2 separate regions of the Podarcis muralis genome follow, and region 1 is linked to region 2. Evidence: chromatin contacts called from public Hi-C data. All regions are on one chromosome and are shown on one strand. Each heading gives the region's core, a stretch centred on a gene start, on an enhancer-like site or on the middle of the called end of the contact. The rest is flanking DNA. Distances are from core to core; before and after follow the strand shown.

Region 1 (4,594 bases), core at 2,056-4,555, 370 kb before region 2:
TGTTCCTGTCCCCACCACCACAAATGAAAGATTGGGAAGACTTTGTTTTATGATGGATGGCGGCTGAAGGATTTACCATGTTTAAAGCAAATGGCTCACACTACTATTACCATCTGGGACGCGGGTAGCGCTGTGGGTAAAACCTCAGCGCCTAGGACTTGCCGATCATCAGGTCGGTGGTTCGAATCCCCGCGGCGGGGTGCACTCCCGTTGCTCGGTCCCAGCGCCTACCAACCTAGCAGTTCGAAAGCACCCTTAAGTGCAAGTAGATAAATAGGGACCGCTTACTAGCGGGAAGGTAAACGGCGTTTCCGTGTGCTGCGCTGGCTCGCCAGATGCAGCTTATCACGCTGGCCACGTGACCCGGAAGCGTCTGCGGACATCGCTGGCTCCCGGCCAATAGAGTGAGATGAGCGCACAACCCTAGAGTCTGGCAAGACTGGCCCGTACAGGCAGGGGTACCTTTACCTTACGTTACCTTACTATTACCATCAGTTCCATTCCGTGTTACATACAGTAGCCTTGAAAGGAAACTACAGCACAGATTTGTTACACTACACTCTGCTCAGTTTTACATGTCATGGTTGTAAGAGTGGAAGTTGATGCACTCACATTGACTCTCTATTTAACTTGTCCAGAAATTAGTCCTGAAAGTTCTGTTGTTCCTCTTCACTCAGTGCAACCCAGAACAATAATAAAAGGTAACATGATGGATGTAATAACCAAACTGAAGTAGGACTTCAATAAGATCATTGCAAAATCTTACTCTCTCACCTCCGTTGCAAACAGAAAACACTTAAAATGTGTGAATCATGAGTGATACATTCAGTGGCACCCCATTTTATCTTACTAAGATTGCATCCTAACTCAGACTTCGTTCCATTCAGGTGCGCCAATCTGGGAAAGAGATGGGGGCTGATATCACATCCAGGCGTCACGTGTGATGTCCAGCTGCATCACCCAGGCTTTGCATGGCAGCTTGGCTTTCATGGCTGGTGCCTCCTCTGCCTCCTCCGGTGCCACAGGCTAGGGGCTGCTTCCTTTCTATGGAAGGAGAAGGAGCCACTGTTCCTGGCTCACATGGCTGCATGATGCCTGGATGTCATGCGCGACAGCATTGTATCTGGGCATTGCATACAACATCATAAAATCACGTACAGCATGGATGAACATTGAGGGGGTCAAAGGGTTTCAGCCCCTAGGAGTTTTCACCCCGATTCCATTTATGGAATGCCAAACTTGGAAATAAAGATGTAAACATTGGTGCAAATAGTTCTGAGTAATTAAGATGGAAACATGAAAACAAAGGATGAGAGGTTGGTTTGCATGATCTGTTGATCTGAGGGGACATATTCATCATGGTCTAATCTTCTGCCAGGAGAACCGATACATTTCTAACTATATAATAAAACTGTAAGGCTGTTACGCTGCCATTAGGCATCCATGCAAACTAGCACGATAACAAAGCAGGCAGATGAGTGAGCAAGTGGCCCAGAAGACTAGTGCAGATGGGGCACAGCCCAGGTGAGCCGCAGAGGAATAGACAGGACAGGGCAGCTCCAGAGCAATTATCCTGCTGTGTTGCCACTGCTCATCTGGCACAGACCCCACTGATTGGGCCTCTGCAGTGTCATAGGCCACGGAAGAAAGAAATGGCAGCAGTGCGGGATGGCTGCTGGAAAGGTGCAACGGTCTGTCCTGACTTCTGTCAGCTCATGGGTTTAGGCAAGCAGGTAAGGGGAAGCAAAGCAGGGTTTGCAAACTGTAAGGGGAAGGGGGTTTGGCAAGTTATAAGCGGAGTGGGGCATAGTTTGGGCCAGGGGTGCCAACTTGAATAAAATACTGGGGGAGCAAGTAAACCTTACCCCTCATAATCATGTGATGCAGCACATACACACCATTTGAATGGCAATGCCCATCAACTTGGGGTGGGGGCAGACCCCTTCAGATATTTTATTGGGGGGGGGGCGAAGACCCATTGGCCCCTAGGAGTTGGTTTCTGTGGTTTTAACAATGCCTGAAGGAAGGGTGTGAGGTTTCAGAGGGCTGAAAGGTATGGTTTGACAAGGTTAAGGGGAGGGGGGGTTGGGGAGGCATAAAAGAAATGAGGGAGAGGGGATGAGGGTTTAGCAAGGTGTAAAAGGAGTGGGGGGGTTGGTGGAGGGGTAGGTGGGCCAGCTTGGGGAGCAGCCCCTCATTCATCAATATTTATAAACATCGACTCTTTAATACGACAAAATCAGTACCTGTTAAGCAAAATGAAAGATCCTTTTACTTAATCACAGCTCTTTCCTCCTTAAATTTGCAGCTCTGAGCACGCACGCTACATTTTGGTTTGAAGCATGTAAATCGCCAAACCGATCGTGCCCAAATATTAGTGTGTCTGAATTTGAGGCGCCTTTGAGCTTGATGCCCAGGCCAAGTGGCCCTCCCGCCTGCCCCTTCCACCCCCACCCCATTGGCCCTGCAAACAAGCATGCCTGCAATCCCTTTCAGACTTTCCTCAGAGTGGAAATTTCAGTTTAAGGGGAAGGGCGGCAAAATGCAGCCCTTCGGAGGCATACCCAGACTATGCCTCCAAAATATTAGCCTGGTATGGTGTTTGTGTGCACACTGAGGGAAAAGGAGGAAATGAATGCTATACAGTATAGAAATCCTTCCCTGGTTTGGGAAGAACCCTGCTCTTGTTCTCATTAACGTCTGGGGTTTTTATTATTGTTGTTAAATATATATATTTCATTCTTGTTGAATGAATATTCTCATCCTAAACTGAAGCTGTGTCAGTTTCTCTCTGTTTTCACTGGACAATCTATGACATAATCCTGAATAAAGTCCACATTTCAACTAATGCACTTTCTTTTAATACTTGTGCATTATTATATATAATACACAAGTACTAAAAGAAACTGCATTAGTGTATTACACACACACACACACACACATTACTCAAGTACTAAAGTATTATACACAAGTACTAAAAGAAACTGCATTAATTGAAATGTGGGATTTATTCGGGATTGTGTCATAGTTTGTCCAGTGAAAACAGAATATTCATTCAAAAAGAATAAAAAAATTTCTAACTACATTCTGCCCCCCCCCCACATTCCCCCCCCCCAAAATAAGAACATAACAAGACTGTGCATGAAATAGTCATCTAATAGCATAGCTGCAAAATAAAAAGAATCCACAAGTAATTGCAGTGTCAGCTGCGAAGGTGGAAGCAAATTTCTCAACAGGCTGATTTTAATGCTGAAGGATTGGACGCCGGCTGCTGCCTGTCTCTCAATCAGCTCTCCAATAGAGAGAGCACGCAGTCACGTGACTGCTACGGCTTCCTGCATATGACATCACTGCCTTTGCAGCCATAGCAGGAAAGAAAGGATGGTGTCTGGAATTTGGGGGTTGAACTAAACGATGTTGCATTGCAGGTAAGAGGAGAACACCCTCCATTAACACCACTTACTGGGCTTTTGCCCTTCTGGCTTTGTTTTGAAATCAACCTCTGTCGAGCAGGTTTCCTTTTTTTGTAAATAAAAGCGTGGCACGGTCTGTGCTGGCAGGTGCAAAGGCTGTTTTGCTTGTTCCCCAGATCTTCCGGCTGGAGAGTTCCGGAGCTGTGTTGTCAGATGGGGCGTTTTTTAAGCTGAAGTAGGCAATCCGTTGTCAGTGTTTTAACATATTTTTTGTTAAAAAATGAGCAAGGTACAATTTCATTAGGGGGGCAGGAGAGGAGCGATTGTATTACCAACGCAGCTGTGCAGCCTTTACAGCATATTGATGTCAGCATTTGCATTACAATGTAAATTTTCCCGTGTTTTTAAGGGAAGTGTTAGTCATCAAATTTCTAGCGTAATTTTCATTCTGTTTGTGAATTCTAGTTATTTTTGTTTGTGGGGAATTAACACCCAGTATTAAGCCATGCACAGAAATGCTTTGGGAGTGGGTGGGTGTGCTTATCTGCTACAGCTAAATGACTTCCTTGTCACACTGGATAGGGAGATATAGAAATATAATTTATATTTTCTTTTCAATTGCTCTGTAGCTATGAGTACATTAATTGGCTTGCATTTACTGTTTATGTGAGAGTTACTTATTAGTAAGGTATTTGGGGATGTTTGGAAATGGATTAACTAGAGTGATGGCAGTTGTTGGACAGGGTCAAATATAAAAGAGCAGTATAAGAATGGAACACTGGAACAGTTTTCAGTTTCTGTCAGGACATGGTGAAATATGTCTCTGCCTGAACAAAAAAAGATGACTCATGGTTAAAATGCAAGCAGTTCTTTGCATGCTTTTTAACACTGAAGAGTTTCCATGCTAATTCTTCTCTTGGGAATTTAATATCCGCACATGTTGTACTGTGTCACTAACGAATACCCTCATTGCTGTCATTTGTTAATATTAATAATTATTATAAGTACTATTTTTGTCCTGATACATATGATTATTAATAACCCACTAAATGCTATAAAAATTCATTCTTAATGTCAGTATGTTTATCCAAACAAAGTCTGTGTCTATCGGTAGTCCGTTCATATGTTGCAACTGTGGTTATGTTGTTGATCTATTGAGTAAACAGAACCAAATCTTTATT
Region 2 (4,474 bases), core at 1,726-4,225:
TGGCTGTATAGTGTTAGGAGGCCTGACACCATAAGCCCGACAGTCTCTGTATATCGTCACTCGGTGATAACTTTGTCAAGCAGACGCCACTCACAGCTGCAGCGGAGGGTGTTCAAATCAGAGCAACAACTTAAAAACAACAACCAAGAAGCAGCAGCATTCCCAAGGATGTGAAATAGCTATCACTCAGCTATTGCTGAATTTTAAAAAATGAAGCAAATATCACCGAGGTCAATAAAGCTATTAACAGTGTCAAGACATTATCGTCTCTCAGAACACTAGAACTGGGGTTATCCAACAAAACTGAGTATCAGTGGAAGTATCCTTCCCTGCCCCAGACAAAACACATAATTAACAAATGAAAATCAACACACAATGGTGGCCACTCGATTAGAAAGCTATGAAGAGCATTAGGAAATTCATGATGGACAGGCCTTTCAGAGACTATAAGCCACAACAGCTACAGAGAACCTTTACATACATAGCAGCAACATACTCTGAATACTAGATGCAGAGAATGAAATGCTCTCACTTCCCAGCAGGCAAGTCTGAGTGGCCACTGTTAAAAGAGAGATACTGTAGTATTATTTATGTATTTGATTTATCTGTCACAGCTGTCTCAAGGAAATTAACAGCAATAAAATCCATGCAAATACAGTGTTTAAAATCAATGACAAACTAAAAGTGAATGGCCACTAATTAATAAATGAAATCACCCTCTCCACACACAATGAAAATATCATCCGGAATAGTTGCAAAAAAAATTCATCTGTTAGCTTTGGCACTAAGTAAGCTTCCCTGGGAAGACCATTCCACATATTTTGGAATATGTTGCTACCCTTTGGAATTCTCCTAGAGGAGATGGCCTTTGATGATAACTTGAGGGCCTGGGTAGGCATGTATGAGGTAAAGCTGGTCCATGAGGTATTGTGAAAGGCTTTGTTGGTTAAGACCAACACTTTTAAATAAGTTTGGATTTTTGCTATATGAATAGAATATGTTCTGCATACCTCTTAACAAATGAACAAAGGTATCATTCAAAAAAAATTAGACTTCACTCAACAGGAAATATTCCAAATTATCAAAGATTTACAGCTCATCCTGATAATTCCTCTCAGAGGCCCTGAGTGATCTAGGCTGGCCTTTGCTTACAGGCAGACTTACAACCTAACACAGCTATTCACTGGCAACAGGTCACACAGAACAGTGACAGGGATTACAACCACAGAAAAGTGTCCTATACAGAGAGGCAGATTATTGGCCCATTTAGCTAAGTATTGTCTACACTGACTGGTAGTTGCTCTCCAAGGTTTCAGATAAAAGTCCTCTTCTTACCTGAAGGTGTCAGGAACAGAACTTGGGGGTTCTAGGCATGCAGATCATCTACTCTAAATGAAAATAAAAGGGAGCATAAGTTCGCAATAAGCCTTTAATATAAAAACTAAGAACATCCCTTACATAAAGGATATGAAATAAATAGTACATATTAAATGAAAATATGTTTTCTAAAATCCTTATAAGTGCAACTTATATGAATTTTGTTTCAATATGTATTTATCCGGAAGACATGGAGGGCAATAGGAAGAAACTATAGGATGCTCCTTTACAGATGACACATTTATGAAAACGAAACACCCCTCTGGAAACAAATCAATGTTTGTTTGTTTTTAAAAACCCTATAGACCAAACCAAACTATATAGTTCTCTGGCTGAGGTAATTTGAAGAGAACAGTTCCGCAGTTTAAGAACTTTCTTTTGCCTCCAGGCATGAATAGCATTTCAGTGGCAAGGTGACTGACAGACAAGGCGGCTAAAGGATTGTTCTTCGTGGAGAAAAGCATTCTGGAGACATTGGATCACAACGTGTTATTGTCACACCAAATTCTGTTTACTATTTCTCTTCCAATTTCCATAATCAATTTGCCTGCATGACTAAATTGAGGATTCGCTCAGTTATCTTGATTCACAGCATCAAGCCTGCTTTGGAAGTAAACAAGGGAATCATATGCTTCCATGAGATTTTCAAAGAGCAATTTGGTTTCTGTGCCTGCCAGTAACATAAGGATGCCAAGCCAATAAAACCTACCCACAAGGCAGAACACACAAATCAAAATTAGAAGTTTGTGTTACTGCAGATACTCTCCCTACATAGCACCAGTGATTTCAGAAAAATTATGAGGAAGACACAGACCCCCGCCCCTCCTTATGTTTCAGACTATGCAATATTCCTCAACCAAATCTTATAGGCAACAAATTTAGGGACGTAACAATAGCCCTGCTGGGCCAAACTAATGGCCCATCTAGTCTAAAATCCTGTTCCCACAGTGGCCAGCCCTTGGGAAGCCTGCAAGCAAGGACTGAGTGCAATTCTCCCCTCCTGAAATTTCCATTAACTGCTATTCAGGAGCATATGGCCTGTGACTATGGAGACAGAGGAAAGCCATCATGGCTGATAGCTACTCATAGTCTTATACTTCCAGTCTCTTTGTTCAGGTGCCACAAAACTGTTTTGCTGCAACAGACTAACATCACTACTCCGAGTGGCAGAAAAATAAATATTCTTAAAAGCACACACTGTCTGCAAATCACTTTCATTTTGAATATAACATCAGGCCTTTAAAAATCTTGCTGTGATTTTGGGTTCCATCTCACTGAAGTCTCTCTGCTCATGCTTACAAACACTGGGAATAGTTTCATACTACTGGCTCAAGTTTTATCAAACTTAGCAAAATGTTTAGTGGATTATACCTGGGTGAAAGCCAATGGGGTACATCTACCAGCAGGATAAATTTCCTCCCCCTCCCCATGTCCCAAAAATCAGCTTTAGTACAGTTTGGGGACTATCTGGGGGATGCACAATGGACTATAAAAGGGGAAGGTATGCTGATATTCCCCACTGTTCTTATGTTATGCCCAATTCTACATGATTTCAGTCATTAAAGTTAAATAAAACTTACCTCCTGGTAAACATGCTTTGGAGCTGTAAATAAAGAGGCCATCCAACTAAAAATAGCTATTACCACAGTCCTAAGTCATCTGCTAAGAAAAATGAGACTTACCTTCCCTGTAGCCTGAGAGAGCACAGCTGAAGCTAATTTTCCTGATGTGCCTGTTACACTCACCCACCTTCCCTTAAAAAGCATGGCTTGCAGTAGCTATTTTTGCAGCCTATGGGGTATTACCAAATGCAGTTTGGGTCCACCGTGATTTTGCATTGATTTAATTAAGTTAATTAAATTTATCTGCTGTGTTTTGTAAATAAAACAGGCAGAAGGTAGAACACTGAAAAAACAAATTGTTGTTGAACACGTTTCATGGTAATCTGGCATTCTGCTATGGCTAGACATAAAAACAGGGGACGTGGGAGTACCTCAGGTTAAGAACTGTACCTCAGGATGAGAACAGAAATCGCGTGGCGGCAGCGGGAGGCCCCATTAGCTAAAGTGGTACCTCAGGTTAAGAACTGTTTCAGGTTAAGAATGGACCTCCAGAATGAATTAAGTTTGTAACCAGAGGAAGGCACCACTGGGCTCTGACTGTCAGTTGCCACGTGACTGTTGTACAAGATGTGGGAGGAAGGAAGACACAAAGGACACTCCATCCCATAAGACCAGTGGGAGTTCAGCCTGGCCATAATAAATACAGTAGTACCTCTGTTTACGAACTTAATTGGTTCCAGAGGTCCGTTCTTAACCTGAAACTGTTCTTAACCTGAGGGAATACTTTAGCTAATGGGGCCTCCCGCTGCCACCGCACGATTTCTGTTCTCATCCTGAGGTAAAGTTCTTAACCTGAGGTACTACTTCCGGGTTAGCGGAGTTTGTAACCCAAGGTGTTTGTAACCCGAGGTACCACTGCACACAAATGTCTGTTTACAATGCACCTCTTGTCCTGGTATTTTCAGAACAATCCTATCACATCTGCCTGTCCCCTCCATCTCTCTTATGCCCTTTGAATTGTTAAGCTTGGGGACAGGGTCCGTGCCTTATTAAAAGACGACTCTCTACCCCTTTACAAAGATGCCTTCAAACATGACAACCCAGTCATGTGGAAATCCCTTGCAGATGACCACAGTGCCTGGAGACAGACAGTCAAGTCGTGTGACCAGGAGAAGGAATGACCACTGGGAGGAGAAATGCCATGGTGCATCTGCAACAGCACAACTGGACGCCTTCATCTGCCCCAGCTGCAACAAAACATGTCTCTCCTGTATTGGTCTCTACAGCCACAGCTGGCACTGCAACTTTCCTACAGTTTGACTTCACCCCCAAAGGCACACTCCTCCATTGTCTCCCGACACAGATGGATGCCAACAACTCCTTCTATAACTAAATAGAATTGCCACTGTTCATTTTCTGAACCAGTTTTTCTAATCGCCTTGTAGTCCCTAAATGCCCACTGTTAGCAGCTTGAATAGTTTCCCTCTCTTTAGCCCCGTAACACAGAACTCATATTCAAAATTATTAATGCAGGC

The links. A called contact is a pair of places that touch in the nucleus more often than the background predicts.
Region 1: a contact with region 2 is called in a Hi-C map of blood, with 5 times the contacts expected there. The contact joins the promoter of CLCN4 here to the promoter of MID1 in region 2. A contact is called at or near these places in 2 of 3 Hi-C or Micro-C datasets (blood and tail).

What each region holds. Positions count from the first base shown.
Region 1 is chr4:68,889,920-68,894,513 of rPodMur119.hap1.1, reverse strand. CLCN4 (chloride voltage-gated channel 4) reads left to right here and starts at 3,305. Exons shown (of 12, transcript XM_028727708.2): 1 at 3,305-3,428.
Region 2 is chr4:68,516,473-68,520,946 of rPodMur119.hap1.1, reverse strand. It overlaps MID1 (midline 1), which reads right to left and starts at 2,975. Exons shown (of 12, transcript XM_028727705.2): 1 at 2,958-2,975; 2 at 1,336-1,388.